Regions from separate parts of the Pan troglodytes genome. Here region 2 is linked to region 1. Evidence: chromatin contacts called from public HiChIP or PLAC-seq data. All regions are on one chromosome and are shown on one strand. Each heading gives the region's core, a stretch centred on a gene start, on an enhancer-like site or on the middle of the called end of the contact. The rest is flanking DNA. Distances are from core to core; before and after follow the strand shown. Region 1 has its middle 270 kb from the start of TFAP2A. Region 2 overlaps TFAP2A (transcription factor AP-2 alpha).

What was found. HiChIP or PLAC-seq counts read pairs in DNA pulled down with a chosen protein or histone mark.
Region 2: a contact with region 1 is called in an H3K4me3 HiChIP or PLAC-seq map of stem cell-derived excitatory neurons, with 4 times the contacts expected there. The contact joins two enhancer-like sites. A contact is called at or near these places in 1 of 7 Hi-C or Micro-C datasets (stem cell-derived neural progenitor cells) and 1 of 1 datasets of contacts at active chromatin or transcription factors (stem cell-derived excitatory neurons).

Annotation. Positions count from the first base shown.
Region 1 is chr5:16,094,609-16,100,954 of NHGRI_mPanTro3-v2.0_pri, forward strand. No RefSeq gene overlaps it. Among named protein-coding and RNA genes, the nearest start is that of TFAP2A, 270 kb to the right of the region's middle. Within about 2 kb of position 4,128, at least 5 of the 24 cell types and tissues checked have an H3K27ac peak or open chromatin away from gene starts, as enhancers often do. A contact at or near this core is called in stem cell-derived excitatory neurons, where this site is marked.
Region 2 is chr5:16,352,412-16,359,329 of NHGRI_mPanTro3-v2.0_pri, forward strand. It overlaps TFAP2A (transcription factor AP-2 alpha), which reads right to left. Exons shown (of 7, transcript XM_001166719.7): 3 at 5,967-6,018; 4 at 3,686-3,917; 5 at 1,667-1,785. Among named protein-coding and RNA genes, the nearest start is that of TFAP2A, 11 kb to the right of the region's middle. Within about 2 kb of position 3,525, at least 19 of the 24 cell types and tissues checked have an H3K27ac peak or open chromatin away from gene starts, as enhancers often do. A contact at or near this core is called in stem cell-derived excitatory neurons, where this site is marked.

The sequences.
Region 1 (6,346 bases), core at 2,878-5,377:
CAATAATATAAAAATTATTTGTTAATAATTTTATAACTTGCTTGCTTTTTCAGATACCAATATACTTTATTCTGAGCCAAGGCAAAGTCCGTCTGACAACAGCAGATTGGACAATAACTGAAAATGTAGTCTGTAAGGAAGCTTAATAATAAGATATACATCTCTTTATATTTCACTAAATGGCTAAAGAATGCGGAAAACTTATGTTTATACAAAAACCAGCAGACTGACATTTATAGCAGCTTTATCCATAACTGTCAACATTTGGAAGCAACCAAGATGTCCTTTAGCAGGTGAATTGATAAATAAAACTGTGGCACATCCAGACAAGGGAATATTATTCAGCACTAAAAATAAAGGAGCTATCAAGCCAGGAAAAAACAAGGAGGAAACTCACATGCATATTGCTAAGTAAAAGAAGCTAGCCTGGAAAAGCTGCGTACTGTATGATTCCAACTCTGTGACATTCTGGAAAAGTAAAACCCTGGAGGCAGTAAAGAGATCAGTGGTTGCCAGAAGTTAGGAGGAAAGGAGGGATGAATAGGCAGGGCACAGAGGATTTTTAGGGCAGTGAAACTACTCTGTGTGGTCCTGTAATGGTGGTTTAATGTCATTATGCATTTGGCCACACCCATAGAATGTACACCACCAAGAGTGAACTCTAATGTAAACTGTGGACTTTGGGTGATAATGATGTGTCAGTGTGGGTTCAATTGTAACAAATGTGCCACTCTGGTGGGGGATGGTGATAATGGGGAGCTGTGCACGTGGGGTGGGCAGGGGCATGCGGGAAATCTCTGTCCCTTCCTCTCAATTTTGCAGTCAACTTAAAAGCTCTTAAAAAGTAAGTATTTTTTAAACAGAAAGAAACAAGGTGAACTAAATGTACAGCTGGATCTAACATAAGGAAATAAGAATTGCTATTAATTTACATATATTAACTAATTAATTGTGAACCTTTTTAAAATACCATTGTGAACTGTAATGTATTTTATATTCAAATGAATCCTCAGCCTTCTTCATTGTAAATATTAGCTGAACAAATGAGTAAATAAAAATCGACTTCATAGAAAATCAAGTGAGTCCGGTCATAGCCAGATAACAGTGTTTAACCCACAAAAGATGTGCAATTGTTCTTTAAAACAGTAAGAGGATTAATACAAAATTATTAAAGTTTATATTAAAGACATAAATGTAATCTTTACAAATAATTTTCTTATGGATAAATTATGCTTACTGTAGTTATTAGCCGGAACTTGCAATAATCTACATATTAAGACAACCAAGACAACAATTAGTTTGTTTTAAGGCACCTGCCAACTTATATACTAGAAAATAAAAGTTTTCCAAGTGAAAAAACAGCTTTGCTCAGAATTTAAAACACTCTACTGGATAGCCTGCTTAACAGCACTAGGAAAACAAAAATTCTATGCATCAAAAGACGAATGAAAAGAGAAACAATAAACCAGGATGAAGATACATACAAACCCAATGGCTTCATATCTAGAATACATAAAGAGCTCCCACAAATCAATAAGAAAAAGAGAAGCAGCCCAATAGAAAAATGGCAAAATATGTGAACACAGAATCTATGAAAGAGAAAATTCAAATACTCCAAAACATTTTTAAATATGTTCAACCTCTGGCTGGGCACAGTGGCTCACGCCTATAATCCCAGCAATTTGGGAGGCTAAGGCAAGTGGATCTCTTGAGGCCAGCCTGGACAACATGGCAAAACCCTGTCTCTGCTAAAAACACAAAAATTAGCTGGGTATGGTGGCACATGCCTGTAATCCCAGCTACTGAGGAGGCTGAGGCACAAGAATCACTTAAGCATGGGAGACCAAGGTTGCAGTGAGCTGAGATCACACCACTGCACTCCAGCCTGGGCAACAGAGCAAGGCTTTGTCTCAAAAAAAAAAAGTTTAACCTCAAAATACTTACAGAGATGCAAATAAAACCATTAGATTTCATACTCATCAAATTCATTAAAGTTTTCCAATTCTGGCAACACATTATTCTGGCAAGTATATGAAGTAACACAGCTGATGGAACTATAAACTTGTACAATCGATTTGGAGAAAATTTGGGAATATATATTATATATATATCAGATTTGAAACTACTCACAGCCTATGACTCAGCAACTCCAAACCTGAAGAAACTCCTGTCCACATGCCCAAGAAGATCTCTTTAAGAATGTTCACAGCATTATTTATTTCTAAATAATACAAAACTGAAAATGTTACACATGCTCCTTCAAGAATAAAATGTGTAAGCAAACTGTGATGTATTCATAAATAAAAACAGTTAAAACATGCAAACCAGCTATCTATATCTATCTATATTTTTATCAGCATGAATAAATCCCCAGAACATAGCACTAAAAGAAAAAAGCAAGTTGGAAGGACAAATACAGTTTAATAATACTTTTATGAAGTTTTAAATATATGCAAAAGAGCACCATGAATTGATTATTAATGCAAACATATACTATAAAAATATAATGATATGTATGAGAATGATAGACATTAAATTCAGGAAACTAATGATCTCAGCTTGGGAGGGAGGGGAACAGGGTAAGAGTGTGGGGGCTTTAACTGTACCTATAATGTTTTTTGTTTTTTGTTTTTTTAAGCTGGGTGGCTAGTTCTTTGGTGTTTATTAAATATATTCTTCATAGTTTTTGTTTTTTTAAAAATACTTCATAATTTAAAAATAAAAATGGCATCTGCCTCACAACCCCTAACAAGGCCTTTCCCAGTTTCCCATTAACATAAAGATGTGAAGGCAAATAAAAAGACAATATTTGAAATAGTGTTTGCATTAGTTTACTAGGGTTGTCATAACAAAATACCATAGATCAGGTGGCTTCAACAGCAGAAATTTATTTTCTCATAAATCCAGAGGCTGAAAGTTCGAGATCAAGGTGCTGGCAGGGTTGGCTTCCTATAAGGCCTCTCCCCTTGGCTTATAGATGTCCAGCTTCTCGCTGTGTCCACACACAGTTTTTCCTCTGTGCGCATCTGTGTCTTAATCTCCTCTTCTTATAAGAACACCAGTCGGATTGGATTAAGGCCCACCCATATGACCTCACTGAACCTTAATTACCTCTTAAAAGTCCTATCTATCTCCAAATACAAACAGTCCCCAATTTACAATAGTCAAAACTTAAAATTTTACTGTGGTGCAAAAGCAATACCCATTCAGTAGAAACTGTACTTTGGGTACCCATACAACCAAAAAAAGTGAAAGGTTTTTCACTTTTAGTACAGTATTCAATAAATCACTTGAGAGAGTCAACACTTTATTATAAAATAGACTGGATGATTGGATGTTTTTGTCCAACTGTAGGCTACCATAAGTATTCTGAGCACGTTTAAAGTAAGCTAGGCTAAGTTATGATGTTCAGTAAGTTAGGTGCATTAGAAGTATTAAATGCATTTTTGATTTAATGATATTTTCAACTTACGATGGGTTTGTTAGGACATAACCCTATCATAAGTTGGGGAGCATCCACACAGTCACACTCTGAGGTTCTGGGAGTTAGGACTTCAACATATGAATTTTGGGGGGACACAATTCAGCCCATAACAATATTGAAATCTAAGTTCAATGGACAACAGATTCCTAAAAGCTGGAAGAAAATGCCTCATTATAAGAATAGTGGAATCCTTTTGAGAATAAACAACCACTAACTTGCCTTTGTTTCATATCAGGTGTAGCACTGCCCCACCCACCCCCGCAAAGGTAGTGGGGAGATAAATCACCTCTCCTTTGTCTAATCTTACCTGAGAACCAAGGTCCAGCCACAGTATCAATTGAGAATGCCAAACATTTTCTAATTTTCTTCTGTTGCCTGAAATAGGTAATAATCTGTCTCTGAGACTTCAAGATAATGATCTTTTCCCCTAATTGTGCAATATTTTTCTTATAAGCCTTCTGTTGGTATTTTTCTGGGTTTTTTTCATTGTCATAAAAAGACAAATCTTTTCAGTAAGAAATAGAATCTTATTCTCCCCTCCATCCCCCATCTCCTCCCACTCGCCCCTGCCACCCACCAGCCTCCACCAAAGTACAGCCCATTCTGAGACTATGAGCACATGAAAAACTCCATTTCCCAGGAAGCACTGTACTTTGCAAGGACTACACCTCCCAGGATGCAATGCATCTCAGTAGGTCTTCTCAAATGCCTGCACCAGTTTTGTTTTGTTTTGTTTTGTTTTTCAGTTACATTTTCTAAATGGATGTAAGGCAGAACTATCTTCTGCAATGGAATAAAAGTAAGCTTGTTTTTGGATTTATTGCCTTCAGCCCTAAATGCCAGAACACAGTGGAACATTGCTTACAGAATTTTGAGACAGAAAAAAATAAACAAAACCCTTGAATTTATACCCAGCCAAGTGTTATTTGATGGGAGGAAAGCAACAGAAAGAATCTTCTATCATAGAGCAGTTTATTGGTCTTTACTAATTAAACAAAAGCATAACTTGGCTTTTTCAATATACATTTCAAAGATGCAAGAAAAATCATTATTCGAGGATGTTGTTTTCAAATCGATTGGGCAGCGAGAACAGAGCTTTTCTCTACAGTCCCTTGCCCAAATGTTCTTTTTCTGCTTCTGATGCTGTTAATTTTCCAGCATCAGAAATGCTTCTTGGATCACATCCTTAACTTACTGTTCTAAATACTTGACTTCTTCGATGAACATTTAAAACAACAAATAATGCTGTTCTGTGCCAGCATTTACTAACAATGGCCAGACTTTTCACAGGGCTGATACAAAAAGTGCTCTTTTTGCCCTCCACAATAGCAGAACTGCTGAAACCAACATAAAGGCCATTTTCATTGTCAAGCTTCTTGGTTATTGATTTTTTTTCTGCGTCTTTGAAATGTACGTTGAGAAATCTAAGTATGGTTTTAAATAATTAGCAAAGATCAATAAACTGCCCTATGATATATTTCATTTGACACAAATCCCCACCTCTTATCATCTTCCAAGACTGGAGAATATTTCTGTCTAAATATGTTTTTAAAACATTATATGCAATGATATTTGTCAGATTTATGTTGCAAAGAACAAAATCCACTCTAGCTAGTTTAGCTGAAGCTAGTTTATTACAAGTTTGAAATGGGTTATTGGATTGTTAGGAAGGCTGAGGAAAGAGCCTCTAGGTTAGATTTCAAGAATGGCTCCCAAAGTCACAAAATTCAGCCACCCACGGAGCTTCTTTTGTCATTTGGAAGCTGCCTGCCAAATAGGAAAGCTGCCACCTCCTGAACCTTACCAACATCATCCCAATCAAGAAGGCTGCTATAATCTATACCAGCAAAACAGGTCCCCTCTCCACACTCCAACTCCACAGTTCAACGGCTGTTGAGACGTCCACTGGTGTCATAGCAGAAAAACCAAGTTCCTACCTGTTTCTGCTTACTAAGAAAATCAAGCAGCTACAGTCTCTGCCTCCCTTCCACCTTCCAAATCATTCATGACTGCATCTAATTCATCTACTTTTTGGAACCTAAATTATACTCAGAACCTCAGACAAAAGGAATTCTGGGAAATGTACAGGAATGCATACCAGACAAATGTTGGGAAAGACATGGAGCACCAGTCCATCATCTTCATACCACTACCAACCTAATCATATTCTTAAATGTATAGGAAAAGAGGCAAAGGACACGCCATAATACTCATGGTCCATTAGAAGCATCTGGGGAGCTTGTTGTAACTGAGGATAAGAGTTACAATAATAATATTAATCATCATCATCACTAACATTTGATTCCACACTATGTGCCAACCAATATTCTATGTGCTGTATGAGCAGTATGCCATTTAATCCTTATAACAGCCCTGAGGTGTGTACTCTTTTTATCCTTAATTTACACCTGAGAGAACTGCAGCATAAAGAGGTGAATTAATTTGCTCAAGGACACATACTGTTAAGTGATGGAATCAAGATTCTAACCCAGACAGTCTGACCCCAGAGACTGCCCCTCTGCTGGATTTAATGCAGTCGGTCTGAGGTGGGGTCCAGGAGACTGCTTTTTAATAAGCTCTCTAGGGCGACTCTCATGGACATCCAAGTTTATCTCCAGTATCTTCCAATCTTAGGCAATCATCGTGTATTACTTTTATAATCATGAAAATGCTCTAAAAATGACAACACCTATAATTCTGCATATGCCATGTGATCATTGCCACATAAGTAACATACACACTGCAAAAGGGCTGGAAGTAAATATACCAAAGGGCTAGCAGAGATTCTCTTTGTATAGTGGGACTGAGAGTGATATTTTGCTGTCTTCTACTGTCTGTATTTTTCAAATGTTTACGATGAGC
Region 2 (6,918 bases), core at 2,275-4,774, 260 kb after region 1:
TCCACCAACCTCCAGTCCCATCCCCCACCCTACATGACACTTCTCCAAATTCTCTTTTAAAATGCTTCTTGTATTCCAACTTCACACCTATCAACACATTCATAAATAATATTCATAATTACTCTTTGAGCTTTTCTGCAAGGGAACAACTGAGGGGTTACATTTTAACTTGATCACATAAATTATCTGTTCATCCAAACCGATTAACCAAGAGGATTTGAGGGTCACTCCACTGAGTCTGTCTGTGTTGTTGATTTTCGAATCTTTGGTTTTAATTTCCTGAACCAGTTGGTTTTTACTGCAGGGCTTCCTGCCATTAGCTCCAGCTCCGGAAGAACGCATGCGCCAATTAGAGCATCAAAGCCCTCTCCGCAGAGCTTGTTTCCATAAAATGGAGCGGATCACAAACAATAACAGTTCTCCAGAAACTGCCTCCCTGCTACAGAACTCAACCCCCAAACCCAGACGAACTCCACGCTATACCTTAAGCCACCACTACCATTTTCTTGGCTTATAATTCTTTTGGAGTATGAATAGTGGGTTCTCTATGGACTGTTATGATTTTTAATGTAATGGTACTGTAGTTGAGTTTCTGGCACTGAACAATTGCTGATTTTCTAAACAGTTATATTACTATCAATCTCTGACATCATCAACAAAGAGAATTCATAGGATTCCTCCTCAAATATATGGTTTTAAACATTTTTAAAAATAATTTACAAAGCCAGAACTTAAATTCAATTGTAATATATCTCCTCAAATACAAGATGTGAATGAAATAAAATGACTTCTTTAAATATATATACATGCTAGTTTTAAAATCTGTCTGGTAATTAAAGTAACTTTTTTTTCCCTGTTAGCATGAGATATTTACAATAGGACACAAAGAAAAACACAGGAGAGCTATAGATTCATTCCAGTACACCAAAACCTAGGCCAATCTTGTATCAGAAAAACTTAATCTAGAGGCAGCAGGAATATGAGTGGCTTCCGGTGGCAGTTATCTAGAGCAGGGAGTGAGGATAAGGGTTGGCTTTTTGTTTTGAGGCATTTGGAAGGGTGTATGTATGTTTAAAGCTACCAGGAGAAACTTTTTGCAATGCTTATATTTATCTTTCCATATCCACACCATCCAGAATCAAAAATTGCTCACTTTTCTTCTTCTCCAAGAGAAAAGCACAATTAAAGAGATAAGGGAGCATATGTTTGGAAAACAAAGACCTGAAAGGGCACATAACCCTGAGCTTTCAGGATGGTCTTAAATCAGGACGCAGGTCAAAGATTCCCAAATTAATTCAGGAAGTAATGGTCACGCATTTCTCAAACGCAGATGTCAGAATAACTTAAGTTATTTACTGCTGAGCCCTTTAAAGGAGACAGAAACTTGGAGAATGTGCAGTTCTTAAACTTGTGCGTTGTTTAGCTCAGAATTAGGCTGGGGAGGTGTAACTTTATGGTAGAGGAAAAGAAGGAAGAAGGATGGAGGTATAGGAGTACATGCAAATGTTTCTTTTTGCCATGAAATAATTCCATTCACATCTGGCTATATTCTCTGCAAAGATGAAACTGCCCAACTGACATAAAATACAACCAAACATCTGGCCACTAAATATTATCCATTTTCCAAGCAGGAAGTTCCTTCTAGTTAGCAAGTGGATTCGCTTACCCTCTACTAGTGATGTGAGCAGGGTAACGTTGGCAGCTTTACGTCTCCCTGCAGGCAGATTTAATCCTATTTTGTCCAGTTTTTCTCTTAAAGATCTTCCTCCATTTTTAGACTTCGCCCTGTTTCACAAATACATGCGAGAAAGGGATTTAGAAAACATTGGGTTGCTCTGCGCCACATTAAAATCATTTTGAAAGCTTCCTAAAATGTGCTTTCAAAAACTGTGAAGCTTGGCCCCAAGACATTTAAAGGAGGGAAACCTAGGAATAGTACAGAAGTTCATAGGAGATAAACGCCTGTTAAACTGTAAAGCACCCCCTATGTTCAGTTATTATTGCAACTCTTGTGGCAGGTTGGAAGGTTTTGATTTCCCAACTCTCTAAAGAAGAACCACAAACAAACACAGCCCCATCTCTAGGGTTTGAGGTATTGAGTTCAACTGATTCCTGTATATTTTCCCTGCTGTTACAATCACACCAATCCCAATGGGGTCTTTAAAACTGTCTTTGCAAGATATGCTGTTAGGTTGTTCCGAGTAACCAAAGTTATCATCACTCTCACGTTTCTTGCTCTGGCTCTAGCCCCAAAGGGAAATTCGTTTCGCCAACTGTTTACGTGCCATGTCACCAGCCTAACTGGAAATGTCAAAAGCTGATATCAGCCCTTAAAAGTTTCACTGATTTCAGAGACAATGGAGGCAGTTCTAAACAGATGTCTAAATAGAATCCCATAATCAGAAAGTGGTTAAGATAAATTGTTTAAATAAAACAGCAAATTAATTAATTTCAGATTTTATTCCCTACTCAAGTGCTCTTTAATTGTGTGGATTAGATTATACTCCCCTAGGTAAACAGTCTCCAATATTGGGGATGGGGGAAGGGAAGGAAAAAGCAGAGGGCAAGGAAAAGATCTGTGTCAGTGAAAGATTACAAAGGGAAAGCAAAATGACTGTGCAGGAGGAAGAAAAGACTAGAATGGCTGATGTTAAACCCTTCCAAAAAATGATCTTTATAGGCTTTGTGTGGGATATAGCCACTAGAAAGGAACTGTGGGTCTATCAACACATAGGTAAATGAATAACAGTCAAAACAATGAAGTTCTCAGTATTATTAAAGAAGAGAAGAAACATATTATCCGGGTAAGTTCCACACAAGCCCCACAACTCACAACGTGCAGTGGAATCCTAGGGGTAGGAAGCCCACAGCAGGGAGAAAACTGCCCTAAGGGAAGGTGCTTTACCTTGCTGACCCTTATAAAATCTTATCTACTAAACGAATCACTCAGACCTCGCAGGGGTGAGGTAAGAATCCCTGGCTATGTATGTAACAGATGCATTCCTTGGTAGTGACTACACACAATGCACGTAAACATGCTCGCACGCAGCCTGGCACACATCAGGGCCTCAGTAAATTGGGAATCATCATCATATGCAAACGCCTATAGTATGGGGGTCTGGAGGTGACAGCGACCGGAAGGCATGGCGTGCGGACTCAAGAGGACAACCATTCTCTTCCTTTAGTTAAAAGCCATTCTATTAAAACCCTATACAAGGCACGACCGGTTACCCTCGGAGACCCTACTCAGAGAGGTAAGGCAAAGCGAGGAGCCTGAGAGGAACTTTTCCTGGGCTTGCAAGGTGTGCGCGAAGAGGGAAAAGGTGGCTGTACGGCGCCCCGCGGCTGCAGTGGCCGGGATTGAGCCCGCGGCGGAGCGAGCTGCGCTTGCGCAAGGAGGAGGGCGGAGCGGAGGACTCCGCGAGCGCGCGGCAGCCAACGAGGCGCGCACCAGAACTCGCTCGCGGGAAGGCAGCGGAGAGCGCAGGCGCGCGCCGCATCGCCCGCTCCCCCGCCCCCAGATCCCGCCCACTTGGCTCTACGCTCTTCTCCCCGCCCCCTTTCCTTTCCCGCGTAGGGAGGGCCGCGGCGCGAGGCCGGTTTGCGTCGCCGCCACCGCCCCGGCGCAAGCGCAGTGGTTCCCCCGGCCGCGGGGCGGGGCGGGCGGGGCCGTGCCGGGCCTCACCTCCGGAGCACTCCGCCCAGCAGCGACGCGTTGAGACACTCGGGTGGTGAGAGCCGCCGCTGCACTTCCGCCACCGTGACCTTGTACTTCGAGGTGGAGCTGAGGAGCGAGAGGCGACCCGGAACTGAACAGAAGACTTCGTTGGGGTTCACCACGCCGCCGAAGAGGTTGTCCTTGTTAATAGGGATGGCGGAGACGGCATTGCTGTTGGACTTGGACAGGGACACGGGGCCTGCGGAGACAGAGGGGAGGCCGCGTGTTGGGCGTCGTGGATCACCCCCAAATCCTGCCCGACCCCGGCCCTCATCCCGGCCAGGGCCGGATCCCAGGCTTTGGGCCACAGTCCCCGCTTTTCCGTCCGGCTCTGAAATTCTGTGGCTCCGCTACTTCCCTTCCTCGGGCTCGAGCCCTTCCCTACCTCACCCGGCGGCCGGGAGGCGGCCCTGCCCTCCCCCAGCCAGCCTGGCCTGCGTTTCTGCCTTGACCCTTTCCCCTTCGCCGTCAAGGGTGCTCTCTAGAGATGGGTGGTGAAATTGGTGACCCCTGAGGCGTTGAGCATCCGAGCGGAGTGGGCCCCAGATGAGGTCCAGGACCACGGGTTCAGGGTGCAGGGGAGGGAATTACATTTGCAAACCGAGAGCAAGTTACTTGTACTTCAGGGGTTTTGCTGGGTGGGGTTTTAGTGTCGGGGAAAAACTGCTTCAAAGACCCATTATTAAAATCAGCCGACAATTTAGATGGCTAAAGCACCCTGTAAACGAGCGTTTTAATTGAGGCACCACGCTGGGAAGTGGTGGATTTTGTTGTCCACACCACACGTCCCGTCTTTTTGATAAATAGGCCCTTTCCTATGTTCAATTTTGAAAACATCTCAGTTTTGGAGATCCATTCCAAGGCCAGTTTTGAACTGCGGAGTGGGGAGGGAAGAACAGGCCTACAGTGGAATACTAGCAATGTGCCCTTTTGTTAAGTAAATACTTAACAGTCCTTCTCTGCTAAAGCGCCTTTATTGGGAAAGTGGGTATATATACTTCCTAGTTAAAACCATAAGCTCTTTATTGCTGGACTCACCATTGTTAGAAAAAAAAATAGAAGACCTGCAGAAAGTATACTAATGCATTACGTTTCTCAGCACCAGTGTAATTCAGATGCATTCACAACCATTTTAAGTACAGTATGCATTGTATTTTAAAATTCCATTTGGAGACATCATATGCACACAATCTCATCACAGTGTTCCTTATGCGTTCTTTAATGGGGATATGCTAGAGGTATAGGGAGGTGGGGGGCTCTAGGTTTTGGATAGATCACTTGTGACATTAATAGCTCTGGGGAGGCTAATAGAGACAATAGGAGTTAAACGAACTCTTGAGAGATTACTAATAAAAGAGCCAATTATCATGTCGACTTGGAAAGAGCATCTCTTAAGATTTATCCCTTGCACATCTAATTTGACGTGACAAAGACTTCACAGATGCAAAAATGAAACTTTAAACTAGCTAACAATATACTGATTGGGGTTAGAAATGAGAACAGTTTTATATAGCATCGTCCTCTGGTGGTGCCTAGAATCCTGAAATGTAACATTGCCACCATAACCAAAAAAAAAGCTGCTACCAAGAGTGAATAGCATTTAATTCAGTAAACTTTATTTCTACTCACTAAACACAATACAGATTACAAATCCATGCAAATCACTTGACACTTTTCTAACAATCTCTGAACAAGTATGCTAATATTCCTCCCATCTTCAAGATACTAATTTTAACCAAAAGCTAAAATTTTGTTAACCTAATTCACAAAGTTCTAAGACCCTTAAACAGCTAACAAGAAACTAAATTGAAGAACGTGAATGTTTTTTTCCTCTACTAAAGAGTGCTTTTTATCATCTGTTCTTACATTAATGTTAAATTATTTGTACTATTTTAGCATTATACACTTCTTAACCCTCATCCAGGCAATGGATTAAACTATCAAACTGTTTCAAAATTGAAATGCCACTTCCAAATCAGTTCAACTACTGTACATTTTGTGTGTTTGTCCAAATATCATTAAACTAAATTAAATGGTCAAATCATGAGTCAGAACAAAGCTAGCCTGTTGGCATTACCAACATACTGAAGGCTGATTATTTAAGCATTGCTGTTCTGTGCCTATCTATTTGCTAATTCTGAGCCTTTAGGAAATCCTATTTGGAAAAAATAAACACATCTCTGCAAGTTCTTTTAAATAGCACTCTGCCTGTAAGGACATGCTTGGAATGCAGAAGGAAATGGCTTACCTTTCTTAATTACAGTTTGATCTGGGATGTTAATACCCGGGTCTTCTACATGCTGCAACAAAAGGATACACATGGATGTAAGTGTATCATCAAAACAAAAGGAAATGAATATTCCCTGCAAGATGGGAGGAGGGGAAGGTGTAGAATCAAAATTCCCCCTCCCATATAATGACATTTATATATAAACATCTCATCTTGGCTTATTGGAATTTGGGGCTTTGCAACTCAAGAGGTTTCACTGCACACCCATGGCCAATTTCTCCTCCTCCAGCAAATAATCCATGTTTAAAAGGGGTGGAGATGGGGAATAAAACTTTCTTTGGAAATTAAATCAAGTGTTGGAGCACCTAATCATTCTCAGTTCAACGTTTAGAAATGTACCTAGCTTTAGATTGGCGCCTCAGCGGCTTCTGACTTTAGCAATTCCAGTGTTCAGGCAGCGAAAGCCAGGGAAACACAATAGAAATGACAGGGGTGGGAGTAACAGGAGAGTGTTGGAAAAGAAAAGGTTTAGGTAGTATAATAAAGAGCAAACACACACACCTTTATGGAAAACTCCACATAAATTTTTAGAAAGACTACTGCCTAAGCCTGGGTATGATAGGAATATGAAAATGACCAAAACCAAAAAACCTTTGAGCTTGCTTTCCTGTTGTCCAACAGCAGGTTTGTTGTTAGTGTGGGGTGTTTTTCTTTTTCTTTTCTTTTTTTTTTTTTTACAGATGGATGGGTATACGTGTGCGCACTAGAGTCAAAACGTGATTAGAAAGTAAAATGAAATCATGTTATCTAATGCAGAAACTGACAGGCAATATAATGTCTGGCTGTGTTTACAAATTAGCACCAGGGCTGCTGAGATAGAAGATTTTGCAATCATTACCAAACACAGGCATTACCATTTAAAAAACTATTACTTCCTTCTCTAGTCTTTGTCCAACAATAATACTGATTC